2 separate regions of the Pan troglodytes genome follow, and region 2 is linked to region 1. Evidence: chromatin contacts called from public HiChIP or PLAC-seq data. All regions are on one chromosome and are shown on one strand. The core of a region is the stretch at or near the end of the contact, and the rest is flanking DNA. Distances in the headings are between cores, read along the strand shown. Region 1 holds the start of LOC134810311. Region 2 holds the start of LOC112209479.

Region 1 (5,804 bases), core at 1,180-3,679:
AAAAAATTAAGTGTCTAAATTACAAAGCCATCACAGTTACAGTGAATACAGATTGTAGTAATCTGAAAATAATTTCATTATACTTTCACCGCAAATTCTAAATACTACCTCCGTAGAATAAAAAGTGTATTCTGACACTTTCCCAATGACATACAATGATCTTTAAAAGCTTTATAATGACTCATCACAGTATTCTAATTTCTAGGTATTACCTTTTTTTCAATTAAAAGCTAATTTGAGGCAGTATTTCACACCACTATTTCCATATTTAATAGCTAAAACTCCTGTCGGCTACAACGTAGTCTGGCCATATCCCTTCATGTAAGTAAGCACTTTCATCAGGAAGCAGAGAAAGAACTATATTAAGAATTCCCTTCCTGAAATGGTTATTTTTACTGAGTGGAGCCACCTAGTGGATGGGGGGACTCGTCTGTTAAAGCAGTGGTGACCACCGATAGCTTTCTGTTCCGCCCAAGACACTCCTCCATTCCCAATCTCCTACCCACAGGAAAAACTATCCATAATGGGGATTTTTTTTCCCTCCCACATATCAGTTGCATTATAATCACAATCATATACAAGAAGGGAGAGGAGGAAAGAGTAAACTCTGTGCAGAAGCTTAAATCATTATTATACTGCAGAGTCAAGCCAATTAATGTGTGTGTAACTCCTTTGTCACAAATAATTCGTTGTATAGTCTGTTCCACATCTATTTAGGTCTTAGGGCACCTAAGAAAGCATGTGTAAAATGCTGCTCACTCTTGGGAATGATTTAGTTTTCTAGTTTTCAACTGACTAACAGGAAGCACTGCCTCAGGATCTAGATGTCGGGCAGGTCAACAGTTCCAATCGTTGTGTAAATAACTTAATACTCGTGGACTGGTAGGGGGCTCCGCGGACAGAAGATAAAAAACCCTCAGAATTCTGGCTCTGGTTGGCTACTGCTGCCACAAACCAACAGGAGGCAACAACATATTACACCACAGAGTTCAGGAATAGTTCTAAACAGTCCCCGATTAAAAGGCGCCATCCAGGGCCCTTCCAAAATTGGCAGGGGAAATGTATGCTGGTGCCCGGACAGGAAGTCCTTCGCGTCAGTGTAACTAACAGTAGCCCTGTCAGTTTCCAAGACGCTCCGAACCAGGCCATTTCTCGACGACTGGCCCAGAGAAAGGACAAGACTAGACTTGTTCCCATTATCACGAGCCCGAGGTGGGGCGATAAATCCGGAACAGCTCGAATTACCAGGTGGAGCCTGGGAGGAGGGCGGGGCGGACGGCCGAAGTTCTCACCTAGCAGAACCCCACTCTGGCCCGGGCAGGGGTGCAGCTCGCGGAATGCCCCCGAGGGCCGCCGCCCCGCGCACGCGGCTGTGTGCGCCCGAGCACGCCCGCTGCGCCCCCTCTCCGCGCCGCAATCACGGGTTCGCGCCGCGCCTTCAGTCAGGCGCGGGCGCCGAGGCCATTTTGTCTGAGGCTCGGGTCCCGGCCGTCGAGCACAAGAGTGTAGCTGCACCCAGTGGCTGTCCCGCGCCCACCCCGGAGCTCCGAGAAGCTCTGGAACCAGATCGTTACCACCCGTGCCTGGCTGTCCCGCCTACCCCACGCCCGCCCGGATCTGGAGGCGAACCCGCCACCGCCGCGCCCTCCCCGTATCCGGCTCCGCAGTGACACGCGCAGCCCTCGCCCCACCCCGGGCCACGTCTCCCCGCTCCCAGTGCAGCCACTCTCCTCCGGCCGAACAAAGAGGCCCCGGGACGCCGCGGAGCCTGCCATGCCCGGACGGGTCGCGCCAGACCAAAGGGCCAAGGGCGGAGGCGGCGGTCACAAAGCGGCTTTTGTGCCACCCACCCGGCCCGCTGCGGAAGCCGAAACTGCCCCCGGCCGCCGCAGAAGCCGGACCGCGCCGCCCCCGTCGCTCCGGGCTCGGGAGGGACTCAAAAGCCGGTGCCCCCGGCGGCCAACCGCCACCCTGCAGCCCCGAGGGGCCCGGCATCTGCCTCCGCACAGCCGGCCGCAATCGGCCGGCCACAGGGCCATAACCCGCCCGCTCCCACCCGGGACCCACCGGAACCGCAACCCGGGGCAACCTGGAGGAGACGCCGGGCTCCGAACAAAGGCGACAGCGGGGATAGGGGGGCCGGTCGTGGATTCCCAGCCCGAGAGGCGACGATGCGACGGCTACTCACAGGAATATGTTTACTCATTGAAGATTGTGGCCTAATCATACAGCCGGTCCCGAGGCGGCGGCGACACAGGCGGTGGCGGTGGCTGCAGGGCAGGAGGCGGCGGTGGTCGTGGCGGAGCGGCGGTGGCGGCGATGCAGGCGGCGGCGGGGGCACCAGACTCTACCATGCAGTGAGCGGCTCCGAGCAGAGCGCGTAGCCGAGCCGGCCCGCAGCCGAAGGAGCCAATACACGCGCCGAGGCGCCCTTGCGTCACAAGCCCTCCCTTTTATAGCCGGCGCGACGTGCAACCCTCCAGCCACCAATCGCGGTCTGGAACCGCGGGCCAGGAGACGACAGGCGGGGGCGGAGGCCCGCCCCCTCCGGACGTCACTCCGCGGCGGCCGCCGCCGGTGTGAACCGGTTGATGAATGGCTAAGCGCCGAGTCGGAGCATCCCCGGGGCGGGGGAGGGAAGGGGCTGCCGGGGGTGCTCCGGGATGCAGGAAGCCTGAAGTTAAGAAGGGGTGGGAGCGAGAGAGATTCCGATTTATCGACTGGAAGGAATCATGCTGCAAACCACGTTTCTCATAATTAAAACCATCCAGGAGTGCACACATGTCACATGAGGAGACTCGAAGTTTGCCTGAATCGTAAAATGCAATCCTTCTAGGGCTGGAACTGCGTCTCAGTGTCGAGCCTGCTTTCTACTGCCTTAACCACGGTCATCTTTGCCAGTGGTTTACCTTGGCACCTGGGCCCCGAGTACCTTCGTCATCAAATAATATTTATGTCGCAAGACCGCTGTACCCGGTGACTCAACACCTTGCATGCCACGGCCTTAGGCTTGGTCAAGATGAATTCTTGTCCCTGGGGGCGCTTTCAAGAGGGGAGAAACTTACCTTCGCAAAACTTAAGGCTATAGAAGATGGGGAGAGTATCTTTTGATGCAGACGAAGCCCTATGCTCCCTATATTCTTTTTTTGATCACGCCTCTCTATACTACGTACGCGTGCAACTGCAGTTGGCTCAATTGTGGCATTTCGAAATCACATGCATCCTTTGTACTGCTGCTCACTTGATATGTTGTCTCAGATAATGAAAGGTTAGGAAGTGCTTAAAGAAAGCGTTTTTAGAAATTAAGAATCCTCGGTTTTGTCAAGCACTGATGTAATTCTTTGCGTCAAAGCTAAAGCTCTTCTTTATGTTCGTTTTCAGTCCTCTTTTACTGACTTCATTATTTAAGCCCCTAAGAAGTAAAGTCTTATCGCAATTCTGTGGCATACAAGGGCAACTCTGTTATTTATAATCTGAAAACCCTTTCTCCTCAGCTCTGGAGAAGGAGTAAACAGGACCTTTACCTGCTTTTTAAGAACTCAGTTTTCCACTAACACTGAAGCCTTTTGTTTGTTATTTTCACCGAGTATGAGATTGGAGAGGGCTTTAGGGATCAAATTTTGTCCTCTTTCAGTGCCCTGCAGCATCTTAGGATTTATTAGAACTTCTATTTAGAGACTGGTTGTATAGTTATTCAACTTTCTTAACTCTGTAAGTAAAATAAGAACTTTAAAAAAACAAAAACAAACAAAAGCCTGGGCCAGACTTTCAAAGGAACAAAAACGATTCGTCATTTTGAAGAAAATGGCTCACCCTACGACACATTTTAATCCATTAAAATCAAGGAAAACTAGCACACTTGAGACATATGTCCCTTTACAAATAAATGATTTTAAAAAGTAAAGACTTTAAAATCTTAAATTCTAAGAAAATATAGAAAGCTTAAAAATCTTGGGTGGTAGGGGCAAAGCTAAGCAGGCTGGGGAACTCATGTCGAAAAAAAGGGACAGATTTCATATATAAGAACTAAAAACTTTTATATGGCAAAAGGCTTTTGACAAATGTCAATTTCACACTGGGGGAAATACTGGTGATACTTCATGGGTAGGGTTAATATAAAAAGCTTGGCCAATGTATATAATAGTGTAGTTAAAAAGCACATATTCAATCAGCCACTCTTACTCCACAAGTTGGTAAACACAGATAATTGGAATAGTGAAACTTTTTCATGTAATGGCATTTCAAAAAATACATTTGGTGGGACAAGATATAAACTCAGCAAATGATTAACAGAGCCAAATATGTGTTAGCCAATTTTCTTGTAGAACTTGTGATACAAGTTGTGAGCCTTGTGATCCACAGATCCTGTAATTACCACAAGCAGTGCTGACACGAAGTATCCAGTCAGCTATGCTCATCAAGTTCTAAAAGCTCTCAAATTCTCAAGTGGCCTGGGGGTCTTAGCCTCTCAGACAAGGTACCATCTTATCCTACTATGAAAGTAACATATTTAAAGGATGAAAAAATGAGGCTTTTGCTGTTGAGAGAAATGATGCATTTTATTTTATGTATTTATTTGAGATGGAGTCTTGCTCTGTTGCCCAGGTTGGAGCACAGTGGTGCAATCTTTGCTCACTGCAACCTCAGCCTCCTGGGTTCCAGCAATTCTCCTGCCTCAGCCTCCCAAGTAGCTGGGATTACAGCCACCTGCCACCACACCTGGCTAATTTGTTTGTACTTTTAGAAAACTCCATGTTGACTAGGCTGGTTTTGAACTCCTGACCTCAAGAGATCTGCCTGCCTCAGCCTCCCAAAGGAAAGGACACATTTTAAACAAGATATAAGTGTGGTCTTGCTGACCAATCCATTAAATGTTCCTGCTTGTCAGCTGCCATTGTGGTTCACTGCTATGCTGAGGGTGTCTGCTGTATTTAGTTTAATACTTTTAAGCTGCAGATTCTTGGAGAACAGTAGAACATCCCAGCATTGGTCGGGAGACTTCTGTGATTTGAGGACTCACTAACCCTTACAGACTTGCACTCAGAGCATTAGCACCTGTACTTATTTAAAGTGGGTCTCTAACAGACTTGAAAATAGTGCTTCCAGACATCAAAAAGGGAGAAAACACCTCTAAAAGCCAATGCTTACTCTAAGTTCCAGGAGAAGCTCTAAAATAGAGGATTTTCCCTCCTGCTAAACAAGATTCTCAGCTGGAAGTTACTTCTCTCAGCAAAACATGTGTCCTTAACCTCATCACGATAGGCAGGGCTTTCTATTGACAATTCAAAATATAAAAGCCAGCAGTTGGGAAATAAGACTAGAAGAATATTATAAGGAAGTTGAGCGTGGTAGCATACAGGCTCATGCCTGTAATCCCAGTACTTTGGGAGACCAAGGTGGGTGGATCACCTGAGGTTAGGAGTTAGGAGTTCAAGACCAGCCTGGTCAACATGGTGAAACCCATCTCTACTAAAAATACAAAAAATTAGCTGGGCATGGTGGCAGGCACCTCTAATCCCAGTTACTTGGGAGGCTAAAGAAGGAGAATCACTGGAAAGCCGGGAGGCAGAGGCTGCAGTGAGCCGAGATCATGGCACTGCACTCCAGCCTGGGAGACAGAGTGAGACTTCATTTCAAAAAAAGAATATTATAAGCGATATTTTATGGAAGATGAAAGACTGCAGAAGGCAAGAGTGCAGAGGAAGATTGGCAAATCTTGATGAAGAAGAACAGAGAAATCTTCACAAGAACAGCAGATCTAGTAAACATTGATTCCATTTTACCAAGTTTACAAAAGGAGTGAA
Region 2 (5,804 bases), core at 1,650-4,149, 64 kb before region 1:
AAACTTTATGCTTTCATGTGCCCAGCTCATGCAAATTACAAACGAATTAAAATGTTAAAGTTCAGCCTTTCTGTATAATCTACCACGCTCTTCGAAACTGTCTAATAAAGTTAGATTATGCCAACAGGTTAAAACTTCTGGAAATATCTTAAAATTTTTACTGAACTATTTCTCTATATCCACTCTTCACTGTATAATAGTCATAAAATTTTAAAATACCATTAAAAATGGTCTAAATTAAGCACATTATGCAGGACAATAATTGTCAAGTCCACACATATAGCAATTCCTCATAAAACTCTTGATATTTTCCCCTTTAACTCTAATACACTGATTAACATCAGATGTCAATGAATCTTGTTTCCCAGACTATAATATCTTTACTGAGAATAGAAACAGCCTCAGGGTCTCATGTATGTTTAATCACATCAATACTCTCAATATCTTTCCATGTGTAATCAAAGGGCAACAATTAAAGAATATTTTTTGACTGTGTTCTCAAAAATGCAACAGTATCATAAATGTCTAACAGTTTGCCAAGCAATTTTTATAGTTGAAAAAGTGTCTATCCTTCTGAAGATACTCCAGAATTCTGAGAGAGTGCTCCAAGAAGAAATAAGAGAAACAGAGCCCAAGATGTACTTTTCCAGAAAAGAAAAAAATCCAGCAGCCACTTGTCAGAAAGAATTCTTGAAATGTGGATGAATAAAAACTGTTAGAAATCAGCACCCTAAGAATCCTGAACTCCTTGACACTGTGTGGTGAAATATGTATTTGTAATACACAAACCTAAATGTTGACCAAAAAATCTCATTATCTCACTAAAAAACAGAAAAGTTATTATCTCCAGAAAAAACATATGTAAAAAGGATTTTATGAGAAATTTAAATGGATCTTAAGAAGGCAAAATGTATCAAAAAAGCAAACACCATCCCACCATGTTAAGGAAGATAAACATCATCTATTTCAGTAACTGAAACACAGAATTGTATGTATAATTTTCATTCACCAGTTTTTCCAAGTAGGCCTTATACTATGAAAAAAATCTAAGCTCTTGATTTTGCAATACTCCAAATTGCCACTTGCTGCCTCCCAACTTTTATAAGTAATACATTACATAAGTCAAAGACTGTCAACTTTCCTAATGGATTCCAATACTCAATAAAATTTAAATTTTAATAACATAGTTTGAAATGATTAAAGACAAATTCCTTTCGATTTTTCTATCTTGAAATGTGCATCTGACCAAACCAATTTTTTACCTACATTTACATAGACCACTTCTCAGAGGTGACTTTTCTGATTATGCAACATATAAGTATACCATAAGATCAACATGATAAAGTTATCTGAAGTCTATCCCAACAAGAGAAAATGCATAATTCACGTGTATGCAAAAGCAGTAAAATAAACTATATTTTTCTATTCTTCAAAAAATGAACCTATAAAAAATGTAAATAAGAGGCAAACTTTGGTCCCATCACTGGCTCATTTTTATCATTTTGACAAATTACCGAGTACAGCTATCTGAAAAAGCTTAAAATCTAAAGTTGTAATCTTTTTACATAAAAGTAGCCCGTTGCAGGACTGATTGTGTGGCTCAATCAGAGGAATCATCACTCCTAAAAGTCTGCCACTAAACTCTGCTACTATCACCAGAAAATGAAGTATGTATTGTAAAATAATAATAACAGTGATAATGACAATGATGATGAAGGAAAGAATCATTATGGTAATGTATAGCCAGTAAACAGATGAATGAAGAGAAAAATTAGTGGGGAAAACGGCTAAGTGATAACTAAAGTTTAAAATTACTATTTAAAATAACAATAATCTTTACACAACACCTTTTTGTGCTGTGGAAGGGAGCTATAAATTCAAAAACGTAAGTATGCTACAATAGAAAAGTTTCTGGTGCTTTGACTCAACATGTCGCTCTATCACAAACATACATCTTTTTCTACAAATATTTTCACAGTTCCAAACACTTCATTCAGGAATCGAAAAATGAATAATGGAGGCGTAGTTTTGTTAGGTCTTTAACAATCATTTTGTCAAAGGGAAGACAAGTTCGACCCCAAAATAGTAACTAAATACAACAACGTACTGTTTAAGTACTCCCTATAGAGTTTACTGCATTGGTTTTTAAATTTAGCTTAAAATAAGATAGTAAAGTTAGTATTTAGAGAAGCCTCAATAATCGATTATTCTTTTTAAATTAAATTTCTCTACATGTAATGCAGATTAGGACTAGAATATTAAAGCAGTGTTGCCACTTAACATTAATCCATGAACATATTCTACGCTGACTACTGGAAAGCACAATAACCACCCCAATCTAGTCTCTAGGAATTGGCATTTAAAAGCCCAAAGATGGAAAAAGGTCACCTAACCCGGCAACACATCCTGAGGGAAAGGAGGGACACAGGACTCCGTGCGCGATATCAACATTCTCTTCCTTTCTACTCTCCGCACCGCCCCCGCCCCCCGTGTCAGGTGATCAGTTATTTAGCACCATTAACACGTACGTATCGACAAGTGGTTCATTAAATTACATGTATTATCGGAAGGCAAGAGTCTAGGCTTCTCATTTCAAACTAAGCAAAAGGAGTCCACAGTTTGAGTCCCGGGCACAAAAGCGCGCGGTAACTGGAGGATAAATGGAACAGCAACTCTCATCTCCAAAAAGCAGCAGCAGGGAGCAGCCTAGCAGCCAGGGCCAGTCCCAGTTTCCCGAAACCAAGGCCCAAAGCTCCATGCTGGGGCTCCCTGAGAAGGAAGAGGCCCCAACGGCCGGATCCGGGGGCCTGCGAGACGGGCCTTCCAGGCAGCGCCCGCCGTGCCTCGGGCCTGCGCGCCCGCGCCTCAGCGGCGGCGGGGCGCCCTCGCGGCACACGGCTGGGTACCAGTGGTCGGGAGAGAGGCCGTGGTCCCGACCCTCCGCCTGGCGACCGCGTCGCTGCGACTCCCTCCCCAGCCCGCGGTCCAAATGGTCCACAGGCGGCAGCGGCGCGGCCCAGGTAGGCCGAGGACGTTGCGCAAGAGGCCCGAGAGGCGATCTCTCGGCTGCGCGGGAGAAAAGCGCGGAGAGTCCGCCGCGGGAGGGGCGGAGAGGCCCGCGGAGGCGCTGTGCGTGTGGAAGGGGATGGGGGAGGGGAGGATTGCCCGTCTCCCTGGCCGCGGCCACAGCCGCAACTCACCCAGCTCCGCCAGACGAGCGCTACCACTGGCAGCAAGAGGAAGATGGTGGACGCTGCCGCCGCCGAAGAGGAGGAGGAGGGGGCCCGGTGGGTGCCGCGGAGAGGGGGTACGCGCAGGACGTCGGCGTCGCTGCCACAGCCTCTTTTCCTCCTGGGACCAAATGGCTGCTGCTGACGACACTATTCTTGGCTTCCGCGCCGCCCTCCTAATCCTCGTTGCAGCCGCCGCCGCCCTGAGCCCGAAGGTCGCTTGCCGCGTGGGGACCGTGCGACGGCGCGAGACCCCGCAGCCATCGGCGTGCGGCGGCGGCGCGGGAGCTGGAGAGGGGCCGTGTCACGTGACCCCACTGTTTACCGTTCCGGGGGCCGCGGCCTGCGTCGCTGCCGCGCCTGCGCGCTTTAGGGCCTCGAGCGCCGCGCCTCCGTGGGGCCCCGGGCTGCAGCGCTTCCCGGCGTTGCCGCGCCCCTCCCTGTCTTCGGAGGACGCGGCACCGCCTGCGGGCTTCTAGCTCACACCTCCGGGCCGCCGGGAGGGGCGAATCAGAGGAGCGCTTTTTCTCGACCGTAGTAAGCACTAAGGCTTCACAGTTAATATAATATTGATGCGCAGCTCCCCAACCCCAGGTACTTTTTATTAATTGACTGTGAGTTCAAGAATGGTAGAATAGGATGGAGTAGATGAGCCCCTCTGCCCAAATATCTGTGCTGGCTCGGCACAGCAGCCTTACCATTAACTACCTCCGTTACCCTCACCCTACATGGCTGATCTACCTCAGGACTCAAATTGCTACCTCCAAGAAACATTCTTGGTATCCAGTAAGCAGTCTTCAGAATATGGTCCCAGGTTTCCCTGAGGGGTCGCCAAGACCTTTCAGAAGAGCCTCCATTCCTTTGCCAGAAGCATGTGTCTAAGGCCAAATTTTCTTCCCACCCTTCAACCCAAACAGCATATAGCAGCTGATTCAATGCAGAAACAGATAAGAGAATCCAGCCATCTTCTATTAAGCCAGACATTGAGGAAATCTGCAGAAATTTTAGATATCACCCTTTTATTAATTTGGAAAATATGCTTTTCATAAATACATTATTTGTGGTAACAAATATTGTGTAGAGGTCCAGAGACAAAAAAAGTTTGAGACCCACTGGTCTGCTTCCACAGACACTTGAGCTAACCCCTATCTCAGCCCTTAATAAGCACTGTGAAGTAATTGTTGCTTGTCAGTCACTCCAACCAAAAGGAGCTACTTAGGGACAGGGTTTGTGGCTTTTATCTACAGGGACTATTACAGTATTCTGCCAGTACCTGCTGAGCACCTTCCTGTGTGGTCTGCACTGTTCTAAAACCTTTACAGTACTTGTTGATTTAAGCTTTAGACCAACCGCAGCCCACATTGTAAGATTAGTGCAGGGTGGAAGAATAAGTCACAGGCATGTGGTGAAGATCTGTTCTTTCCTCTCTCTAGTCTTCTGATATTTTAAGCACTCTTAATAGCAAATGCTCTTCTACAAAGGAAGTTTGGGTTGTCCTGATTCCACTGGATTCTTAGAGTTTCACCGCCTGTCTTGAATAATCAATCCCTCAAGACTTTGTTTTACAATCTTTTTGTAATGTGTTTTTGAGAAAGGAAAATAGAAATGAGAAATTTTTTTTTAAATTCTCACTTGGGATGTCTGGGATGAATTATAAAAACAAGCCTAATGTTATTCTTACTCTTCTGGTGGATCTCAGTGTGACGTTTTAAAAGGGCGTTCGGAAAGAGTAAAATTATTGTTATAAACAAAATCCAACCCCGAAGGAATTCAACAGAGTAGAACTTGATGAGGGAGACCACTAGCTGGAAAATCCCTTAGAAGGGCTGAGGAAAACTTACCTTCTCAGAGAAGTTTTAATAAATTTAAGATAAAACAAAATGGAGATTAAAAGAAAATGTAAGAATCATAAGACTGTCACATTTACAAAGCAAAGATTTCTGATCCTTAAAAAGTCAACAAGCTTGCCATAGGCATGATGTTTTGATTCTGTTATTTTGAACCAGCCAAGTGCCCAGATTCACATTTGTCCACTAATGGTCTTTGCTTTTTGCTTCCAGATGTAAACACGAACTGTTTATCTTATACCCAATTCATGGAAAGGTTAGTAGAAGAAACAACCAGCATAATAATACTGGCAACAGCTATAACTGCACACAGGACTTATTGGAAGATCAGATTGTATCAGTAACATTGAAAACTCCAAATTAACTTAGGAAAATTAAATTTGGTAGGAAAACAAGACAGAGTAATTGATAATGACTAAAACTGACAGTGTATTTGTATTTAACTAAAAAATTATCAAAGAAGGAAAAGTGATAAAATTTGGATCTTGCAAAACATTGACCCAAGAAAACTGAGCCTGGCAGAGATTAAGACCATGGAAGACAGTAAACAATGTAGATACAAAAGTGAATTTTGATATGAAAAATGCTTGTCATCACTGAAACATTGGTCCCTACAGTAATCAGTAAACTAAATATGGAAAAAAAATTGGAAGAATTAACCACTATGAGCAGAAAGTCAATAAAAATATTAAATTTATTTAATGAAGTTTTTTCTGGCAAACACTTT

The links. HiChIP or PLAC-seq counts read pairs in DNA pulled down with a chosen protein or histone mark.
Region 2: a contact with region 1 is called in an H3K4me3 HiChIP or PLAC-seq map of stem cell-derived excitatory neurons, with 2.4 times the contacts expected there. The contact joins the promoter of LOC112209479 here to the promoter of LOC134810311 in region 1. A contact is called at or near these places in 1 of 7 Hi-C or Micro-C datasets (stem cell-derived neural progenitor cells) and 1 of 1 datasets of contacts at active chromatin or transcription factors (stem cell-derived excitatory neurons).

Annotation. Positions count from the first base shown.
Region 1 is chr5:69,280,319-69,286,122 of NHGRI_mPanTro3-v2.0_pri, reverse strand. LOC134810311 reads right to left here and starts at 2,429. Exons shown (of 2, transcript XM_063813131.1): 1 at 2,189-2,429. The coding sequence starts at 2,227. It overlaps PTP4A1 (protein tyrosine phosphatase 4A1), which reads right to left and starts at 2,276. Exons shown (of 6, transcript NM_001246639.1): 1 at 2,189-2,276.
Region 2 is chr5:69,344,763-69,350,566 of NHGRI_mPanTro3-v2.0_pri, reverse strand. It overlaps LOC112209479, which reads left to right and starts at 2,899. Exons shown (of 2, transcript XM_054685927.1): 1 at 2,899-3,824; 2 at 5,291-5,774. The coding sequence starts at 2,990. The coding sequence ends at 3,709. It overlaps PHF3 (PHD finger protein 3), which reads right to left and starts at 3,685. Exons shown (of 16, transcript XM_003317887.7): 1 at 3,201-3,685.